Regions from separate parts of the Mus musculus genome. Here all the other regions are linked to region 2. A link is a contact called in public ChIA-PET, Hi-C and HiChIP or PLAC-seq data. All regions are on one chromosome and are shown on one strand. Each heading gives the region's core, a stretch centred on a gene start, on an enhancer-like site or on the middle of the called end of the contact. The rest is flanking DNA. Distances are from core to core; before and after follow the strand shown. Region 1 has its middle 73 kb from the start of Gm22473. Region 2 has its middle 110 kb from the start of 8430436N08Rik. Region 3 has its middle 150 kb from the start of Car8. Region 4 overlaps Tox (thymocyte selection-associated high mobility group box). Region 5 has its middle 18 kb from the start of Gm11802. Region 6 overlaps Tox (thymocyte selection-associated high mobility group box).

Region 1 (3,056 bases), core at 221-2,720, 890 kb after region 2:
TTTATTTCCGCGAAAAATCAGCATGACCACAGCCACACTTATAAAGGAAAACATCTCATCAGGGCTGGCTTACGTTTCAGGGGTTTAATTCATTGTTCTCACAGAGAAGATGGCATGGGGGCAGACACGGGGCTGGAGCAGGAGCAGGGGCTGAGAATTCTACACTAAGACAAAGTGACAATGGGCCTGGCTTAAGCTTCTGAACCCCCCAAGTCCACACCCTAGTGACACACTTCCTCCAATAAGGGCACACCTACTCCAACAAGACCACACCTCCAGTAATGCTTCCCTCTATGATTCTAGGGGGGCTGTGATCCTGGCTGTCCTGGAACTTGCTATGTAAATGAAGCTGGCCTTAAACTCACAGAGATCCTCCTTCTACGTTCTGGGATTAGAGATGTGTGCCCCCATGTCCTGCTATGATGTCTGATTTAAGATGTTATGTTCTTGGGGCTGGAAAGACAGATCAGTGATAAAAAACAAAAAACAAAAACAAACAAAAAAAGAAAAAACACAAGTGCTTTCTAAAGACCTAAGTCTAGTTTCTAGCACCTATATCTTGAGGCTCCCTACAATCAAGTTCAGGGCATCTGACACCTTCTTATGGCATGTAAAGGAACTACAGAGAAGTGCTAATACTTACACAGACATGCACATACACATATAACTGTAGACTAAACTTTTTAAAGAAAAGAACGAGATAATCTTGATTCATTTATGGGTGTACAATATACCATCATCTTCATAAACAGAATAACCAGGCCGTGTATTGTGGAAACAGAAGACTTTGATGCCTCCCATTGTCAGCAAAGAGATCCTAGAGACTCTTCTGCATTCCCACACTCCACCCCTCCTAGTCTAGACTCTCTTGCCTTTGCTCACTCCTGAAAAGCCCTAGAAAAGGGCCTCATTCTGTTCAGAGAGGTGAGCAAAGGCCACCCCAGCCATGAGAGCCTGGAGCAGAAATATCTTGAGTTCAAGACCAGCCCTGATACAGCAAGCAACGGGGCTTCCTCCAAGAAGGAAAGCAGCATCTATGCTACTGTCACCCCTAGTCCTGGGCTGCAGAACTGCATCCGGGCCAGATGCCTGGATCAAAGGTCCTGACCCTTTCCGTTTCTGTTCGGAAGGACTGTGCTGCAAAACGCGCCTTGTCCCATCCCTCACACACTATAATTCCATTGAAAATTTTGGGTTTGTGTTTCCATCAAGTCCCCAATACCTTATAGACAAAATTATTTCTCTCCCTAGGGCTCATAAAAGTCATCAAAGAAACACAAGGCAAGAAGACATGAAAGCTTGGCTGGTCCTAGAGTTAGAAGACATTCTTTGTAATTTTCACAAATAACCATAATTCTTTAAGAGTTTTGAACCCTTTTCCCTACCGAATATGTCTAAAGTCCTAAACCTTAACAAACCTTTACAATTCCCTAGGACTGTATAAAGTGAAAGCTTATTAACGTATCAGAGAAGACCTGCATTCTACGTTAGCTTAGCGCCACCAAGTGGGCATCAGGGGAAAAGTCACTGTTGGGAGTGATTTTTTTGTTTTCGTTTTTTTAAAAAAAATCTTTACCTTGGCCCCCTATTAACTGCCTGGAAGCATATACTGAAAATGGAGTAAATTCAGAAAAATCTTGACTTTTAGTTTCACATTCCATATGGTAATAATAAAAGAAATTGGCTTACATTTTCTGCAAAATCTGATGAAGCAGATTGTCATTGTCAACAAATTCCATTAAAAATTGTTCTGTCTCCAACACTTGTCATAAAAACATGACTAGAAGTTTAGCAGGACCCAGGTTTCTGCTATCATGAATACTATGTATTTAAGTGCACCTTCGTTGGATATTTCTTGAGGTTATAAAATTATTATTTGTCCCAAAAGACTGACTGTCATGTTCCCTTTATGGATACACAAATGTATAATTATAAAGTACTGATAATGCCTGTGTTCTGAAATACAACATTCTCAGGACACGAAAAGTGACCCTCTTCTCTTTGCTCACAATGTAATGACATTAGGTTCTGGGAATCCTAAGTAAATAAGATGTTTTAGGTTATAGAAATGGGATCACAGAGCATGTCCCCTCTTGGTGCACCTTGAAAGACCGTGTGTGGTCTAAGCCTGTTTTTTCCTGGGCAACTAGAGAATCTTGAGGCTCATCTACATTGGATAATGTAGTTTTATGATATATTTATATCATATACATTTATCCCTGAAAAGGTATATAATATATGTATATATATTATAAATAGATAGATAGATAGATGATAGATAGATGGTAGATAGATAGATAGATAGATAGATAGATAGATGATTGATAGATAGATAGATAGATGATAGATAGATAGATAGATAGATGATTGATAGATAGATAGATAGATAGATAGATAGATAGATAGATAGATAGATACTCCCTATAAGGATCACTTATTTATTCTGTTACAGGTTGGTGTGTGGGTACTTCCAATGTGAGCAACTTTTGATAATGCTCTAAGAACCTCTTCTGACATGTGACATTATACTACTTAGCACAAACTTTTAAGTAGGTATAAAATGTAGAAAGCTGTCAAAGGACACATATTTTTAATTTTTCCAGCCTAGTGTTAGTAGTGTATAAATTCACATTTCCTAACAGAAATTTAAGAGCACCTGGGAGGCCATTTTCTGCCCAACATTTGTATTGCTTGGTTTCTTCTTCATTTCTTTTTGGTGGTATGCCATATTTATTTTGAAGTCTTTTTTTAAAATAAAATATGGAAATATTTTATTTAAAATTATTATATTAATTATTAATATGAATATTTATATTTTATAGATATAAAACGATTATATTTATTTGAGTAAAGTACTTTTGTGGCCTCTTATTTATTCTCTCTACTTTTTCCATTTTTTATTAGGTATTTAGCTCATTTACATTTCCAATGCTATACCAAAAGTCCCCCATACCCACCACCCCCCACTCCCCTACCCACCCACTCCCCCTTTTTGGCCCTGGCGTTCCCCTGTACTGGGGCATATAAAGTTTGCAAGTCCAATGGGCCTCTCTTTG
Region 2 (2,826 bases), core at 318-2,817:
TATCTTAAAGAAATATTTAATAAATATAAAGTCATGGCTGTTGACAATTGTCTTTGATTTAAAATGTCACATTTAAGGAGCTATGGTTTTGAAAGAATTGTCGTGGCAGTGTGATGAAAAGAAGAAAAAATTTAAGATAAAATACAGAGCACAACATGTCATGTTAACATATTTGATTATTGGAACAAGAAGATGATGAAATGCTACACTCCAATCAATAAAAAGAATATGCAATGCTAAAATATGCCTCTTTGGCACAAACACTATTTTGAGCTGATAATTTTGAGAAAGTAAAGACACAGAGAAGCTCTGAAAACAGGAATCTGTTACTTCCTTGTAAAAGAAAATTGCATCTAAATGGAAGACATCGTTTTGTGAGTCTCTATCCGTAAATCCAGAGTAGAACTATGAGTCCAAAGTACGAGAGACCCCAAGAAGTGCAGACATAACCTACCTCAAAGCTGTTCTTGACACTTCCATGTCTCTGGGCTTAAACCTTTGTTTTGATAAACAATGGCTATGATATCTGAATTCCAGATTGCCTCTCCCTTCTCTGTGTACCTCTCCTGAAAATGTGCTGTGTGTGTGTGTGTGTGTGTGTGTGTGTGTGTGTGTGTGTGTGTGTGTGTGTGTGTGAGATATACAACAAAAACTTTTAAAGGTATATACTCCAATAAACTATATTTTTTCTTTGATTGGTCTGTCTTTTTTTATAGGTGCCCCTTTTAACTAAGGAAGAAGGATGGAAAGAACATTTTTTTCTTTATGGAGCTTTGGTTATCACTCACTGTGCTCATGAGTGTGCCTATGGAACAAGTACTTTATACACATTGATTGTGCATTTCCCATTCTAGTCAGTGGAAGACTGAGCCACACTTCATCCTCAGGGGAGTCTTGGGGGTGGTAGCTACTTTTCTCTTCTACTCTCATTGTATGTTACAGCACTGAATTGTTTGCCAATATTTAAATACCGTGTCTAACATTTATAAAGAATAGATTGTGTTTCTTTTTAGAGAAAGGGTTATACTATTTGGAACTACCACAATGCTCAATAAAAGGAGGTAACGAATAATTACCATATATTTGTGAAGAAAAATAGAAAAAAAAAAAGAGGAAGAAAGCATAAATAAAGGTAACTACATCTCTCCAAACTCCATTGATTTTGGTTATTTAAAATAAACCTACCTGAGAAATACTGACCGAGGAGCATGCTCACCTAATGTATATTTTTATTATTGCTAATTGTTTGGAATCTGAATCAAATTCATTGTGAAGCCCAAAGCTGAGGAAAGTTTAGGACTGTTGCTCCCTGCCATGTTCCCCTCAGCAGTGTTTTTCTTCTTAGCACACCAAAGCTTCAGCAGCAGCCAGTCTTAGACTGAAACGTTATCTTCGTTTTTTTTTTTTTTTTTTTTTTTTTTTTTTTTGAAGATAGTAAAAGTGAAAACAGATGCACACATTTGAATGCAGGAAGCCTTTAAGGCCTTTCTCTCTTTTGTCGTCCCTGCCCCCACTCCTTTTTCCTGTGAAGCATCAAAATAAATGTCCCTGCTCCTTTGAACTAAATCGCCCACTGTGCATAACTGAAATCGTAGGCCCGGAAATACATACCCCCTAACCAGTGCTCTCGGCCCTTATCAAGACCTTGTCATCTGAAACGACAGTGTTGGAACCCAGGCTGGTTTCACGTGATCCTATCAATCAGAGGTAAAGAGAAAAGGTGCCTGGGGGAGGGAGGGGAATCTTCAGGTTTGTTTAGGCTTCACTTAGGTCTAATTTCATACGTTTTAATGTATGGTGAGCCAAGCACCCGAGTATTGTATATCTTAGCAATGCTGACATTTCCTTTGCACCATTTAAAATTAAACCTTTTATTAGTTCAGGAAAAGCTGAGACAGGAGACAATAGCTGTTCAGGGAGAATAATTATTTTCTGTTCTGTTGTGTAGGATTTTTGAGCTTTTGATAAGTTGCAGTTTACAGTACTTAACAGCTAGCCAATCTTACATGTTAACAGTACATGAGAATATTTTATCCTAGCAGCCTGCCTCATACCCTGAAATGTTGAAATGTGTTTCTTGGTGACTTAAATCTTTTTTTTTTAAAACCTCTTATTTTCTGGGGTGTGTTTGGAAAGGATCATGCTATCAACAGTTGGAGTGGTGAGCAGCAGGCAGGGCGAGAGGAATCACTATGAAATGGATACAAAAAGCTGTGGGTTGTACACCATTAAGTGTTCCCAGTGTGATTCTAATGAGCTGATGATGGCCTCAACAAATTACTGTTTCTCCTGCAGCCCAGTAAATTATAGCTCACCCAAATTAAATCAGTGGGACTCTAGACAAACTGGTCTTCATCAAGATCTACATTTGTGAGAATTAAAAAAAACAAAAAAACAAAAAAAAACCAAACCATGCTCAATCATATTTAATCACATCTATTTGCTCAAGATTATTAGCTTGCTTTCTTATCCCCAAATGTCTGGGCGATAGATGTGGTGTGTGTGTGTGTATTTGTATATCTATGTACATTTATATGTGTGTAGGTTTATGTATGTGTGTATGCACGTGTATGTTTTTATGTGTGTATGCTGTATGCATCTCTGTGTATATTTACATGTGGTGAGTGTTTTGTGTTTGTATTTTCATGTTTGTGTGTATATGTGTACTTATGTGTATTTGTGTATATATGTTTTGTGTGTGCTGTGTGTGTACATTTACATGTATGTTTATATGTGTGTGTACATGTGTATATGCATGCATGAATGTATGTATGTATGTATATATGTGTGTGTTTGTACATGTTTGTGTTTTATATGTGTATTTGT
Region 3 (2,983 bases), core at 450-2,949, 630 kb before region 2:
TCTTCACTTGAATTACCCTTCCATCAGTAAGCCAGCATCCTATAGGGCAACAGTGACTTAATGGTCTTTATAAAGCCACAGAAATATTTCTGTTCTGTCATTATTTCTGAAAAATAAAGCAAACCTAAGTTTTAAATTTTGTCTATATCCTCAGACAACACGTATCATTTAAGCATTTAAAACAAATTGGAATGTTTAGAAATAAAAATAAAAAGAAACCAAGAGTCAAACATTTAAAGTCTACACAAAAAGAATTGTAACTTGAGTTCCCCGATCTATCATGTTTATTGCTTCTAGTCCAGGACCAAGTAAGAGTCGAATGGATGGCCAGGCGACCAAGGTCTAGGTGATGGGTAATTGCCATTATTTCTGGCTATGCAGCATACACTGTGCCTTCTTCCATTCAGCTTGTACCTCCCTCGGATGAGGCAGTAGACTTGAATGTCTGCAAGCAGAGAGGAGAGCCAGAGACTTCACTGCATCCTCTCTCTCCAGCCGTCTTGGGTGTGGGTAGTGATACACGCAGGCCTGGGCACTGTCAGTACATCTTCTTGACTTTTCCTGCAGGGCTCTTCTGTCTTCCTCTAGCATTGGGGGCTTCACTATGCTCTAGCATATATTGTTGTATGCGTCATGGAGACAACTTGGCTTTTGTTTCCTTGCAATTGAACATTCCATCAACTAGTTAAAAGGGTACGTGGCATTGTAGTGTAGGTATTGTCTTAGACAAAATGTCATTTATCGATATTGTTCCAATCAAGGTACGGGATACTTCTGCACCTTGCTATTATAGCATTGCTGCATTCTAGCTGTTGTGGTCTTAATTTTAATGTTGTAGTTCACAAATCCAGAAAGCATGGTTCATGTTCACCTTCCTTATACCCTAAAGGAATTATGCCAAGTCATAATTCCTGTGGCTGATATCTCTGGAAGCCAGGTGACCTTAAAATATTGTCATTAACATAACATTCAACAGATATTCATATGCTGCCTCCTTTAAACTTTACATTAATCACAATCATTAAAGAAATTAGCGACAGAAGCCAGCCTCATTAGTTTTAATTCATTCTGTGATGTGTAATAAAACACAAAGAACATGTGGCCTGTGGGAGAGGCCTGCTTTCAACAGCTCCTCTCACTGGTATGAATGAATACTGAGTCACCTTTAATTCAATTCACAGGTTTGATTGTCACAAAGCCTTAATTAATTTGTAACCAACACTTTTGCCCTCCCATCCCAGAAAGCAAACTGTAGCTTTCTGATGGTCCCCATAATTTAACGATAGGCCTCTATCCCCCGAAAATAAGACATCCAAAAGTGTTTCTGTGTGGTTTGCGGTTTTACAGAAAGGCACTGAAGACTACAGCAACCAGGAAAACAGCTGGCCCTGCAGTTTCAAAACCGGGCATTGTTTCAATCAGCCTGCTTTATAGAAACTGTCAACGCTAAGCAATCCGAGACCCCACTAAAGTTTGAGAGGAGGCATCTCCTGTGAGCCCTTGCCTTTCTAAAGCAGATCTGCTTTATGTCTCAGATTTGCATCTGTAGCGAGAAAATAGAAGCGAGAAGCTCTGTGGGAAGATCTAGAGTCTAGGGAAACCAGCGGCCAGTCTTGTGGGCAGCTTTCTATGCCTTTGCTGCTGGCAAAGCTTCCTGTGGAGGGAAGCTGGCCTGTCAGGGACATTGGCAATACCGGCAGTGGCCACCAGAGGATGTTCTTCGCATAGCTTTGCGAAGCCGATCCGTCCCACAGAGCAAGCAGAGCAGCTCAGAGGTCAGAGAAATCTCTAGGCCAACCTTAAGCTCTAGCATCACCACCTTCAGCCTAAGAGACTGAAGCAGGTAAAGAGATTTCGCGAGGACTTCTCAGCTTCAGACCTTGACTGCACCGTGGCTGGCTAATCACAAGACCATTCTTGTTCAGTTTCTGCAAAGCAGCCATTTTGGCTGGTAGATTTAAAACATAGGTCTATAATTATTACTGTAAGATTTATGGTAATACTAAAAAAGGGGAGGTGTTTAAAGGACATTTTAATTTAGTGTTCCTTAAGGAAAATGGCAATTGGATATATGCTTTGTACAAATCTCCCCAATAAAACTCTACCCAAAAGATAGAAAGGACACCTGTCCTTCGTAAGAAACTTAGAACTGCTGTAATATAGGAAGGTGGGCTACAAATGCCAAGTGTCAATCTAGGAGAGATAGAAGCAAGGGTCATATAAAAGTGAGTGGGTGGGCAGGATCTAGGAAGGGTTGAAAGAGAAGAAAACATAAAATTAAAATAAATTTAAAAATAAGAACATAGTTTTAAAGTGAAAAAGAGTCAACTTACTATCAGTTTACCTAATTATACTAATTACATTCTTTTTGTCTGCTACAAGGACACATGAAAACATGCAACATATTTAAAAAATACATTAAAGGCAAAGCACTTGTGTGCATGTCTGTGTGTTTCTTTGCATGCTTTTACATTTAAGAGCACATCCTTTTGTGTGGATACCCATTTGAAATAGCACTTTCTGCTTCCAGTTAAAGAAGGAGGAAGGCTACTCTCTATCCCTTTGCAATTAGCCCTTTGTTATGAGATGTCTTTCTAGGTTTGATTATCTTACATACTTCACATAGAGGGGCAGCGTGCAGTGTCTGCCTTCCTGTGATTGGCTTATTTCCCTGAGTCACAGAGTCCTCAAGGTTTGTTCATTTCACCTTTTGCAAACCTCCTTTTGAGATGGGGTGAGGGGTGGGGAGATGGCTCAGTGGGTGAATTACTTGATGAGCAGGCAAGATGTGCATCCTTCACACCTGTAACTTTAGTAAGGGGGTGGGGGCATCCAGCCTAGCCAAGGCAAACCTGAGAGCTCCATCTGCTCCCAAATGCCAAGTGTCGAGCTAGGAGAGATGGGAGCCATCTACAGTTGAATGGGAGAAGAGGTGCCCCCCCCCCCCCCCCCGTGAGCAACATTCCATGGCTTTGCTTAGAAG
Region 4 (3,046 bases), core at 212-2,711, 530 kb after region 2:
GTTCTGTAAAAGTCAACTTCTTACCCATTACTCACTTGTTGCTTACTTCCTTACATTATGACTTACTTATGCTAGAAGACACTTTTGTTTTCTAGGCAAGAGCATGAGAGAGAATGGAGCACAGGACCGCAGAATTTCGGGATTCTAGGAGTCTGTTTTTGAATCTTAACTGTGTTTAGTTTGCCTTCTGATTAGGAATCACCTTGGGTGTGATTCATACTGACCTTGTGTATTCTGTACTTCATGACCATCCAGCCAGTCCGTGCCACTGTTAAAGCAGGCTGCAGGTCAGAGCAGAATTGTGGCCTTTACACATCAAGCATGATTCCTTTACATCCCAGCAGCAAAATCTTCTCTCTCTCTCTCTCTCTCTCTCTCTCTCTCTCTCTCTCTCTCTCTCTCTCTTTCCCCAAGATTCAAAGCTTGCCTGGGAATTCCTCAAAACATAAAAATCTCCAGTTCCAAGACGTTTTTGAAAACTCTTTTATTACCACATCATATAGACATAGAAAATAACATATGGGTACTGGGGAGTTGAAACTCAAGTATTTTAAAGGAATGTAGCATATTAGCTTCTAAATATAGCTCATTGGAATAACGAAGAAAACACATATCTGTGGGCAACTAAAGAAGTAGAAATTAAGAAAGCAAAACCATATAGAAGTAGGAATAGAAAGCAAGCAGCTGAAAAACGAATGAAATTATACAGGAAAACTGAGATGAAGTCTTACCCTAAAGGCAGGAAAATGGTGAGAGTCAAATCCACTTAATTACCATAAAATAATTCAGTTCAAAGGTGAATGTATACCATTTTCCTCAGAAGAATATTATGTGCAGAACCAAATGGTCCTATGACCAAAAGAAAGAAAGGAAGAAAGAAAGAAGGAAGGAAGGAAGGAAGGAAGGAAGGAAGGAAGGAAGGAAGGAAGGAAGGAAGGAAAGAAGGAAGGAAGAAATCAAAACTGTGGCTTGCCAGTTCATCATGCAGCTAACACATGGTTTTCATGCTCTGCTATGTGTATTAAGAAGAAAACGGGTTGTATTTTGAGAGAGTTCAGGTGTAGAGTTTTAGAATACTCTATTACAGCACAATAAAAAAAGACTTATTTTTATCAACAGTTCTAGGTGAAAGGGGGCTGTACATATATCCAGTGAAAATATTTTCAAGCATAAAATGTTCTATCCCAAAGGGTTTGAATATCAAGTGTTACAAATACTCGTTCATCTGCCCTGTGTCTGCCTCACAGACACTTTGCCTTAGCCTATACCAATATGGATAAAATGAAACAAAATAACCAAACCAAAATACACCCTCAACTTTCCATAGTCAGCCTGGGACAGGTGGGAAATGGTGCTCTTGAAGAAACTTGCCCTTGGGAAGCCAAGTTGTGATGGTCAACCCTCCTGGCAAACGTGCCATTGGTTTCATCTATTTATATTTTCAGATCTGTTAATTATTCACAGTTTTGGCAGCACCGTTGCTTCATACACAGTTGGTGGCTGCCATCCACCAACACCCTCCAAGCCCATGTGCCTAATGCCATAAAAAAGAAAGTGACCTTCACTCCTCCCTCTGAAGCTTTAACAATACCGGCAATTTCCGCATATGACACAGCCACACAGTTTTATCGTGGAATGAGTGTTAACCTCTCAACATAATTCTGTGGTTTCTAAGTGTTCAGCCAATATCAGCTCAAGGAAATAGCTGTGTACAGAGAGGATTTGGTAGGCCCCAAAAGAGAAAAGAGAACAGAAAAAAGGAAGAATGTATTTTGTGGTTTTAAGTCTTATGGTTTAGGGCATCCCTTGGGGTTCAGTGCCATGAGCAGACAGGAAGTATCCATTCACAAGTTTCAGTCCCTCTATACTGTATTTGGTATCAGAATTTAAGTGAATTCAGGCCTGAGTGCCAGCATCCATCAGTTTCACATGATTAACCAAGACTCCATTCTTACCTATGTGGTCCTTGCAGAACCCCAGTACCATACGCAAATGAGAAAGAAAGAAAAAGAGCTGTTCTGCTTGGTTAGAGGTGTAATGTAATTGTTCAGGTGTGCCTGAGCCTCGAGCTTCTGTTGTTGGAAGGAAGTCACAAGTTACCTGCACACACTGCAACCATCTCAGAGATTCAAGGTTCCAAGTAACACCATGCAATAGCCATGAAAGTGTTGCCCTAGTTTGAAGGACATTGAGAACAGCTCTACTGTAATTGTCCATAAAGAAGGATTTTTCAAGTCATAAAGTATTCAAAAATTAGCTTTGTTATTTAGTTGACAATATTTTGTGAGGTTGGCCTACTGCCTAATAAATGAGCTTGTCTATTTACTACATTTAATTTTGAGATTTTTGTTTTGTTTTTTAGTTTTTTTGGTTTTTGCCTGTAGTACAGTAATAGGAAAATATTCAAGAATATAACAGAGTCAGAAGGTTTTTTAGATAAAGTTATGGATTCCATATAACATACTCCTATATTAGCATACATCTGATTGATTTGATTTTAAATTTATTAAATCCTTAACAATTTTGCAAACACCCAAGAAGGTAATTCTAAAACAGGATTTGTCAGACAATTGAATTCATAAGAATTGTCTAAAGAAACCTTTACTTTGAAAAGTCATGTCTATTGTTAAATTCTACTATGCTTGTTTGAAAAATAGCCATGTTACTACAGAGTCATACCCCATCCATGGTTTAAGCCAAGTAATAGCTCTGCTAAAAAGACTGGGTTTTTCTGTGTGTGTATGCATGTGTGCGTGTGTGTGTGTGTGTGTGTGTGTGTGTGTGTGTGTTGTAGATATATGTATCTTTAAGCACATAGACTTACTTTAGAGCTCTGTAGTCCAGAACAGGTATATGGGTTTATGTCATCATGGAGTGAGACTCCTGATCCTCTAAACTGTTTCATCAGAGTGAAATGCAAGTAGCTGCTGCAGACAAGTCAGTTATTCTCAGTTGCTCCTCCCATGTCTATATTGTGATTTAATTAGGGCAGTTTCTTCTGGCTTTGATTCTTTGACTTGGTCACTTCTGAAATGCCTTTGTCAGT
Region 5 (3,125 bases), core at 588-3,087, 770 kb after region 2:
AAGAATCAGATCTAGTTCAATCCAGCCTGAGGCAGGAGGATCAGTTCTAGTTCAAAGTCAGCTGAGTCTATATATCAAGTTCCGGTCAGCCAGGACTAGAGTAAAACTTCTCGAAATAGAGAAAGAAAGAAAGAAAGAAAGAGAGAGAGAGAGAGAGAGAGAGAGAGAGAGAGAGAGAGAAAGAAAGAAAGAAAGAAAGAAAGAGAAACGGGTGAGGGGAGGACAATTCACAGGAAGGAGGGAGGAAAGGAAGGAGGAAGGAAGGAAGAGAGGGAAGAAGGAAGGAAGGAAGGAAGGAAGGGAGGAAGGGAGGGAAAGACAAAAAGAGAGAGAGAAAAAGAAAGAATGAAAGACAGACAGAAAGAAAGAAAGGAAGGAAGAAAGAGAAAGAGAGAAAGAAAGGAGAGGGGGAGACAGGAGAGAAAGAGAAAGAAAGAAAGAAAGAAAGAAAGAAAGAAAGAAAGAAAGAAAGAAAGAAGAAAGAGAGAGAAAGAAAGAAAGAAAGAAAGAAAGAAAGAAAGAAAGAAGGAAGGAAGGAAGGAAGGAAGGAAGGAAAGAAAGAAAGAAAGAAAGAAAGAAAGAAAGAAAGAAAGAAAGAAAGAGAAAGGGAGGGAGGGAGGGAGGGAGGGAACGAAGGAAGAAAAAAATGAAAACTTTTTTTTTTCTAGTCGTGACAAGCAGAAGATATAATATACCCTCAGCACATGAAGACTATGCAAGCAGGAGCAGGTGCTAGACACGTAGGAGTGCTGGGAACGAGAGAGAACTCTCAGGAGACAAATGTATGGATGCTAAATTCAAACAGTGATGAAGGAACAGGATACAGTGGGTAGACTTGGTACAGGAAGAAAAGGATTCATTTTCTGGATCCCACCTAAATGACACCGGGGGAGGAAGAAATAATAGTGTTTTTAAAATATAGTCAAAGGCCATTTTCATGCTTTCATATGGCACCATTTCTCTGTGTGAACAAATAGATCTCCAGGTACAGGGGGAAGAGGGAGGAGAGGGAGTTTGGGACTCCAAAAGAAGAAAGATCTTTAGTACCAAGTTAGAGGAAATGGCATCTAGTGTGTGCACAGAGTGTCAGCTTCACCTTATACTTAACCAACCCTTTGTTTCCAGCCTCAGAGTATATCTTAAGTGTAGTGAAGCCTTTGTTCTTTGATGGATGCCCAAGAGCAATGATAGGTTCTATTTCAACATCATCGGAGCCTGGGCGAATTACAGAAGCCCATCAGCATGGTTAGTTCACCTTTATCAACAACTTGGTAGTCAAGACTTTCCAAAGTGAAATTTCATTCACACTGATGTGAGGCCAAAAATGGGGGGTGGGGGGGGGGACTAGACAATAACATGGAAAGACAAACCTACAGGGAAAATAAAAACACAATTCTAAACATTCTATGAACAAAACTACAGTTTGGTTTTTTTTTTTTTAAGTCTGGCATGTCCCTGTTTGACAATTGTGTGTTTACAATAAGCCCAAACATAATTGCTGTGATGGGCTGACAGGGAAAAGATTAATTTGGCAAAGATTAGTATTGACTTGCTGTTTATTAAGGCTTTTAAACAGCTGTATCTGGCAGCATTCCTGTAAGTGGCTGTCATCAGTGAAAAGCAGCCTCACACCCCGGTGCCCGCCAGCTGTTACTGCACAGTCTTGCGTGGCTCTGAACATCTCTCTCCAGGCAAAGCGGCAAGAACAACTATTGCCAGATATGCCTTTTCTTTCTCCCATCACACTCTTTCTTTGGTGGGGGTGGGGAGCTGCTCAACAGCTGAAATGTCAGCTCAAGCCTGATGGCTTTGGCTGATCAAGGGGACAGGAAGCCAGTAGGTGGTTTTGGGTGCTACATGAACACAAAGCCCAAATAAGAGTGCTACCCTGTTAGTCACCTCACACAGACAAGAAAACCACAGCCTGCAACTGTTGTTGGCAAAAGGTTTTAAAGACAGAATGCTATCAAAGGTCTGGAGTCATTAGCATTCCAAAAATCACCATGTTATTTCCCCTAGCTTGAAAAAGACCAGCCAAGGGGAAGTGGGATAAAAGTTGGCTACTATGTCAGTCTGCAGAAAAGGCACTGAGGGGTCCCTCTGGGACTCAAAAAAAAAAAAAAAAAAAAAAAAGTGAACAAGCCCCGAGGCAAAACACATCCCTTGCTCTTATTTAGTGGCAAACTACAGGGTGAGACCACTTCACTTGATACCTATAAAAGAAAAGGCAGATAGAGAATTATACTGGGCCAAGACCCAACCATGATCTTCCACAAGCTGTAGAAAGAGCTCCTGCAGTGCTCTAAACACCAGGTCTCAAAGGCCAAGTGCAGTCATGGAAGCCACACCCAGCCTTCCCAGGAAAGCTGGGGTGGGGCTTCATCTTAGCCTATGTGACCTATCAGGGCAAACTCAAGAAGACGTGGTGGACTCTAATATTTTGCTACTGGAACTTCTCAATGCCCTATGGCATGGGGAGGAAGGGCTAAGCTTCCTAGAAGGGCTATAAAGCAGGTGGCAAAACCTTCACTTAATCCCATGTAACTGTATTTTGAAGTTAGTTATTGGTGCAGACAGATCTTGATGTTTAAATAAAGATGAAATCCAGATTGAACCTAAAAAGTAGACAAAGGAACCATACTATGTAGCTCCCAAATGTGTGCCTCTCTCCTTCCCAGACCTTTCTTCATACCGTGACAAGAGTAGATGGGAAAAACAATAGAGCGGCTGAACATACAGGCTCCAGGTGCAGCTGCCTGGCCAGGGTGAGCCCAGCTCTTCATCAAGTGTTCAACCTAGGGAGAACTGCAGAAGTGACTTAATAATCAAGCTATGGAGAAGGAGTGTGGCATCAACCCATGACTATAAGTCACAGGGTATCTTAAGACTCAAAATACCTCTGGACATGTGGATACTTGTGGCCACTTTCTGAGGCAAGAGCCATCTCCAGCAGGTTGCATTGTTGCAAGAGAACTGACCTAGTGATGGGTGAGGCAGAATTGATCTAATGATGGGCGAGGCAGACGTGCATCTGCTCACTGTGCCAAGACTTCCTTGGACCTCATACCAAAGCCACAGTTGATGGCTTCAATCACTGTCTGGCTTTCAGTAGAAGCTAGTGCGCC
Region 6 (3,145 bases), core at 86-2,585, 550 kb after region 2:
TTGTGGGCCCTTTTGTTGTTTTTCGGCTTCCTTATTTGCTAATAATTCAGATTCAGTGCTGAAGACTAACAAATCTCTTGACCAGGCAGGTTGGAAATGCAGAACTCTGAAAATAATACAGCAGCGATATTTTATAGACCTTTCGATGTGAAAAAGCTTATGGTCCAAATTCATATCACTGAGAGAAGTGAATGAGAGCTTACTATTCATGTAGGCAAAGAATGCATCCTGCTGAGAAAATTAATCAGGATTTACCTAAGTAAAAATTATAAACAGAAGTCTCAGGAGTCGTTGATAGGTTACAATATCTAGTTGAATCAATCCTGCACAAACTACACAGGATGATCTGTTTCTTTAAAAAATGCTCAGTGGTGTAAAAAGGAATAAAATTACATTTGTTTTTGGTCCTGAGTGGTTACAGTAGGATTATTGACTACCCTGTAATTCAATGCCCCATTTAACGAGAATGATATTAATTATGAGCACATTATTTTAAAAATTTCCAAAGCAGATTCTTTTGTGTCCACAGTGTGAAAACTCAGTGTCTGCCCATAGTCAGAGTTAGCTCTCCCTACAGTCCAGGGCAGCATGGAGGGGAGGCCAGCAAGTGGTTTGTGTGCATCTGGACCTTTCGGTGTCACTCAGGAAGCCTGGAAAATCTTTCAGCAAAAATGCTCATGCCATTTACCTCAGCATGACCTCACAGGCCCAGCATCTTGAGTCTGTCCAAGGATGTTTTATCCACAGCGCAGCCCACCTTGAAAGTTGTTATTCTAGAATATTCTTTATCCTAGAGTGAAATGTGAGGGCTCTTCTGCGTCACCGAACCCAAGGGTTAAGGTCAAGGGTAAGGGCAGAAAGGGAGATCCTTCCAACGCCTGCCCTGCCTTCCTATGCAGGTGCTTCAGATGTTTTCTCTTCACTTAGACCCTTGTCCATGAAACTGACTCAGCTTCTCTGAGGAGCATGTGAGGCTGCCATTCAAGGACATCTGACAACTGCAGTTTTCCTTGGAACATCACCATGTTAGTTGTTAGAACAATTTCAACGGACTACGTGGCGTTATGAGTTCACACAGTCTTGACTTGCAACTTATGGTCTTAGAGAAAATTTTTAAAAATTTAGATTACTTGAAAACCTTTCGAAACTGAAGCTTTTATGCCACTAGGGAGTGCAAAGCAGTCAGGTGTGCTTAGCCTTTATGCCATGGTTGTTGGTACAATCGAGAACGCACACTCTCTCTTTTTCTTTTTGAGTGGAACACATGAAGGAAAGCAGTTGCGAGAGACGGAAACCAACTCTTTTTCCATTCACCTTATTATTGAGCTGTGGTTTCCCAGCTTCCGTTTCTGTTATCAGAAGATCTGAAGCAAAGCTTCAGTTATGCAGAGAGAATGAGTTAACATCTAATCAAGTAGGAAAATAGCTTTAAACACCTGCTCCGAATTTGTAATATAATATTCAGAATAATATGACCTGGTAAATTACAGTTTAAAACCAGTGTAAGAAGCATGTCCTATTATAATGTCCATCAGGCATTTAATACCATTGTTCTTGTTTATTTCGTTTACTTAAGTTATAAAGAGTGTGTCTCATTCTTCTGAGAAATCTAGCATCTAACAGGTGTTTAATAACAGCATGCCTCTATGAAAATTATCTCAAGGGCACCCTTAGCAAAGGAGAGCAAGTCATTAAATACTAGTTTTAAAGTGACCTCAAAGCTTTACAATTAAGCAGCAAAGCTCACTTGTTATGCCTGTCTCCCTCTAGGGGATGATATGGTGCCAGGGACAGTGTGTTGGTGTTTTGAGAGACACTGGAGAAAGACAAAGAAAGGCAAATTTCTTAGGGTAGTATGCAAGCTGAAGAGAGAGAGGGAGGGAGAAGGGAGGGAGAGAGAGATATTAAGACAGAGAGAGATAGAGAGACAAAGAGAGATGGAGAAGGAGAGAGAAGAAGGGGAAGTGAAGGAGGAGTGAGATCAAAGTACAGTGTGCATGGACATGGCCTTTCCAAATTCATTTATTTCCAAACACAGTAGTATGAGTCTCTAACCGCCTCAGTGTGATAGCAGCAGATGTTCATTGCAACTACTGCAGAAAGCAGTGACTGTAGTGGAAAGGTGCTGGTCCCCAGCAGCCTGATGGAGGTATCACGCCTCCCAGAGGTAAAAAGAAAAATGGACTCTTAAAGGAAAGAAGTCTGCCTTTCTCATGGAGGTGATTGTAGCTGTGAACAGTAAAGAAGCAATATAGACACCCTCAACAGTGTATTATCCTTCATGATAATCGAGGGGGCAGCTAATGATTTGAGTGGGAGAGTGACTCAGAAGTCTACCAGACTCACACTCTACTAAGCTGTAGGAGTCTCTTATTGAAAATCTGCATCTTAGGCAGGTAAAGAAAATAGAAAGGAATCATAGTAAAAATAATTTATTCATATATACATAGACTATTTTGTTGCACGAGCTTAAATTGCCTTTTCCACAGCAACCAGTTTGGATCCAATTGAATACAATAAATGTCTTGTGACAGTGCTTGCATTTTTGCTTTGTGATTTCGGGCAAATGCAGAAAGATTACTGATGCATTCCTAGTCCAGAAATATGGTCTCTATTGATTGCGTTGACATGATAAATAGCAGTTTTACATGTTAATATTTATTCAGAGATGCTATTGCATCTATTATGAGCGTAAGTGCTTATAGAACCATTTATTGACATTCATTTTTAGTTGAGCCTAAGTTATCATTAGTGGTCTTTCCATAAATAGGCATTTGACACTTGAATATATTTAATAAAATGCATGTGCTAATTGTATTTGCCTGGACTCACAAGTCATGTTTTTAAATGGGGAAAATTAAATTGATATTTTTAAGAAATAGATTATTTTTGTTTGGGAGAGAAGTTACGCAAATAAAGACATTTTGTAAGGTAGATGGTTTATTTTCTCCTGGTTATTGAAAACCAAATAAAACAAAAATCCAATCCTGTCATTAGTGCTTTAACTAGCATAATTGGATAATGCTTACTTTTACATTGTTGTATGTCTTAGCACCCAGAATAATTCACTGCACACAGTAGACATGTGGATATTAATTATAAGAAACAATATATTTAAAGAAGAAAATACCAATCTATTGACTAA

Evidence for each region. HiChIP or PLAC-seq counts read pairs in DNA pulled down with a chosen protein or histone mark. Hi-C and Micro-C count contacts between places; a contact is called where the count stands out from the background. ChIA-PET counts read pairs in DNA pulled down with a chosen protein or histone mark.
Region 1: a contact with region 2 is called in a RAD21 HiChIP or PLAC-seq map of pro-B cells, with 25 times the contacts expected there. The contact joins two enhancer-like sites. A contact is called at or near these places in 1 of 15 datasets of contacts at CTCF or cohesin (pro-B cells), 1 of 484 Hi-C or Micro-C datasets (cranial neural crest) and 2 of 115 datasets of contacts at active chromatin or transcription factors (T-cell acute lymphoblastic leukemia and large pre-B cells).
Region 3: a RAD21 HiChIP or PLAC-seq map of pro-B cells shows a contact between it and region 2, with 2.9 times the contacts expected there. The contact joins two enhancer-like sites.
Region 4: a contact with region 2 is called in an RNA polymerase II ChIA-PET map of CD8 T cells, with 6 times the contacts expected there. The contact joins two enhancer-like sites. A contact is called at or near these places in 2 of 115 datasets of contacts at active chromatin or transcription factors (CD8 T cells and memory CD8 T cells).
Region 5: a Hi-C map of CD4 T cells shows a contact between it and region 2, with 5 times the contacts expected there. The contact joins two enhancer-like sites. A contact is called at or near these places in 3 of 39 promoter capture datasets (cranial neural crest, liver and second pharyngeal arch cranial neural crest) and 3 of 484 Hi-C or Micro-C datasets (CD4 T cells and CD8 T cells).
Region 6: a contact with region 2 is called in a RAD21 HiChIP or PLAC-seq map of pro-B cells, with 17 times the contacts expected there. The contact joins two enhancer-like sites. A contact is called at or near these places in 2 of 15 datasets of contacts at CTCF or cohesin (pro-B cells and thymocytes), 8 of 484 Hi-C or Micro-C datasets (CD4 T cells, DN3 thymocytes, the HPC-7 cell line and 3 more) and 7 of 115 datasets of contacts at active chromatin or transcription factors (CD8 T cells, acute myeloid leukemia, double positive thymocytes and 4 more).

The regions. Positions count from the first base shown.
Region 1 is chr4:6,560,200-6,563,255 of GRCm38.p6, reverse strand. No RefSeq gene overlaps it. Among named protein-coding and RNA genes, the nearest start is that of Gm22473, 73 kb to the left of the region's middle. Within about 2 kb of position 1,470, at least 7 of the 459 cell types and tissues checked have an H3K27ac peak or open chromatin away from gene starts, as enhancers often do. A contact at or near this core is called in pro-B cells, where this site is marked.
Region 2 is chr4:7,454,037-7,456,862 of GRCm38.p6, reverse strand. No RefSeq gene overlaps it. Among named protein-coding and RNA genes, the nearest start is that of 8430436N08Rik, 110 kb to the left of the region's middle. Within about 2 kb of position 1,567, at least 53 of the 459 cell types and tissues checked have an H3K27ac peak or open chromatin away from gene starts, as enhancers often do. A contact at or near this core is called in CD8 T cells, DN3 thymocytes, the HPC-7 cell line and 6 more, where this site is marked.
Region 3 is chr4:8,083,862-8,086,844 of GRCm38.p6, reverse strand. No RefSeq gene overlaps it. Among named protein-coding and RNA genes, the nearest start is that of Car8, 150 kb to the left of the region's middle. Within about 2 kb of position 1,699, at least 35 of the 459 cell types and tissues checked have an H3K27ac peak or open chromatin away from gene starts, as enhancers often do. A contact at or near this core is called in pro-B cells, where this site is marked.
Region 4 is chr4:6,923,601-6,926,646 of GRCm38.p6, reverse strand. The region is part of intron 1 of Tox (thymocyte selection-associated high mobility group box); the gene reads left to right. Among named protein-coding and RNA genes, the nearest start is that of Tox, 66 kb to the left of the region's middle. Within about 2 kb of position 1,461, at least 87 of the 459 cell types and tissues checked have an H3K27ac peak or open chromatin away from gene starts, as enhancers often do. A contact at or near this core is called in CD8 T cells and memory CD8 T cells, where this site is marked.
Region 5 is chr4:6,680,888-6,684,012 of GRCm38.p6, reverse strand. No RefSeq gene overlaps it. Among named protein-coding and RNA genes, the nearest start is that of Gm11802, 18 kb to the left of the region's middle. Within about 2 kb of position 1,837, at least 35 of the 459 cell types and tissues checked have an H3K27ac peak or open chromatin away from gene starts, as enhancers often do. A contact at or near this core is called in CD8 T cells, where this site is marked.
Region 6 is chr4:6,900,466-6,903,610 of GRCm38.p6, reverse strand. The region is part of intron 1 of Tox (thymocyte selection-associated high mobility group box); the gene reads left to right. Among named protein-coding and RNA genes, the nearest start is that of Tox, 89 kb to the left of the region's middle. Within about 2 kb of position 1,335, at least 45 of the 459 cell types and tissues checked have an H3K27ac peak or open chromatin away from gene starts, as enhancers often do. A contact at or near this core is called in CD8 T cells, DN3 thymocytes, the HPC-7 cell line and 6 more, where this site is marked.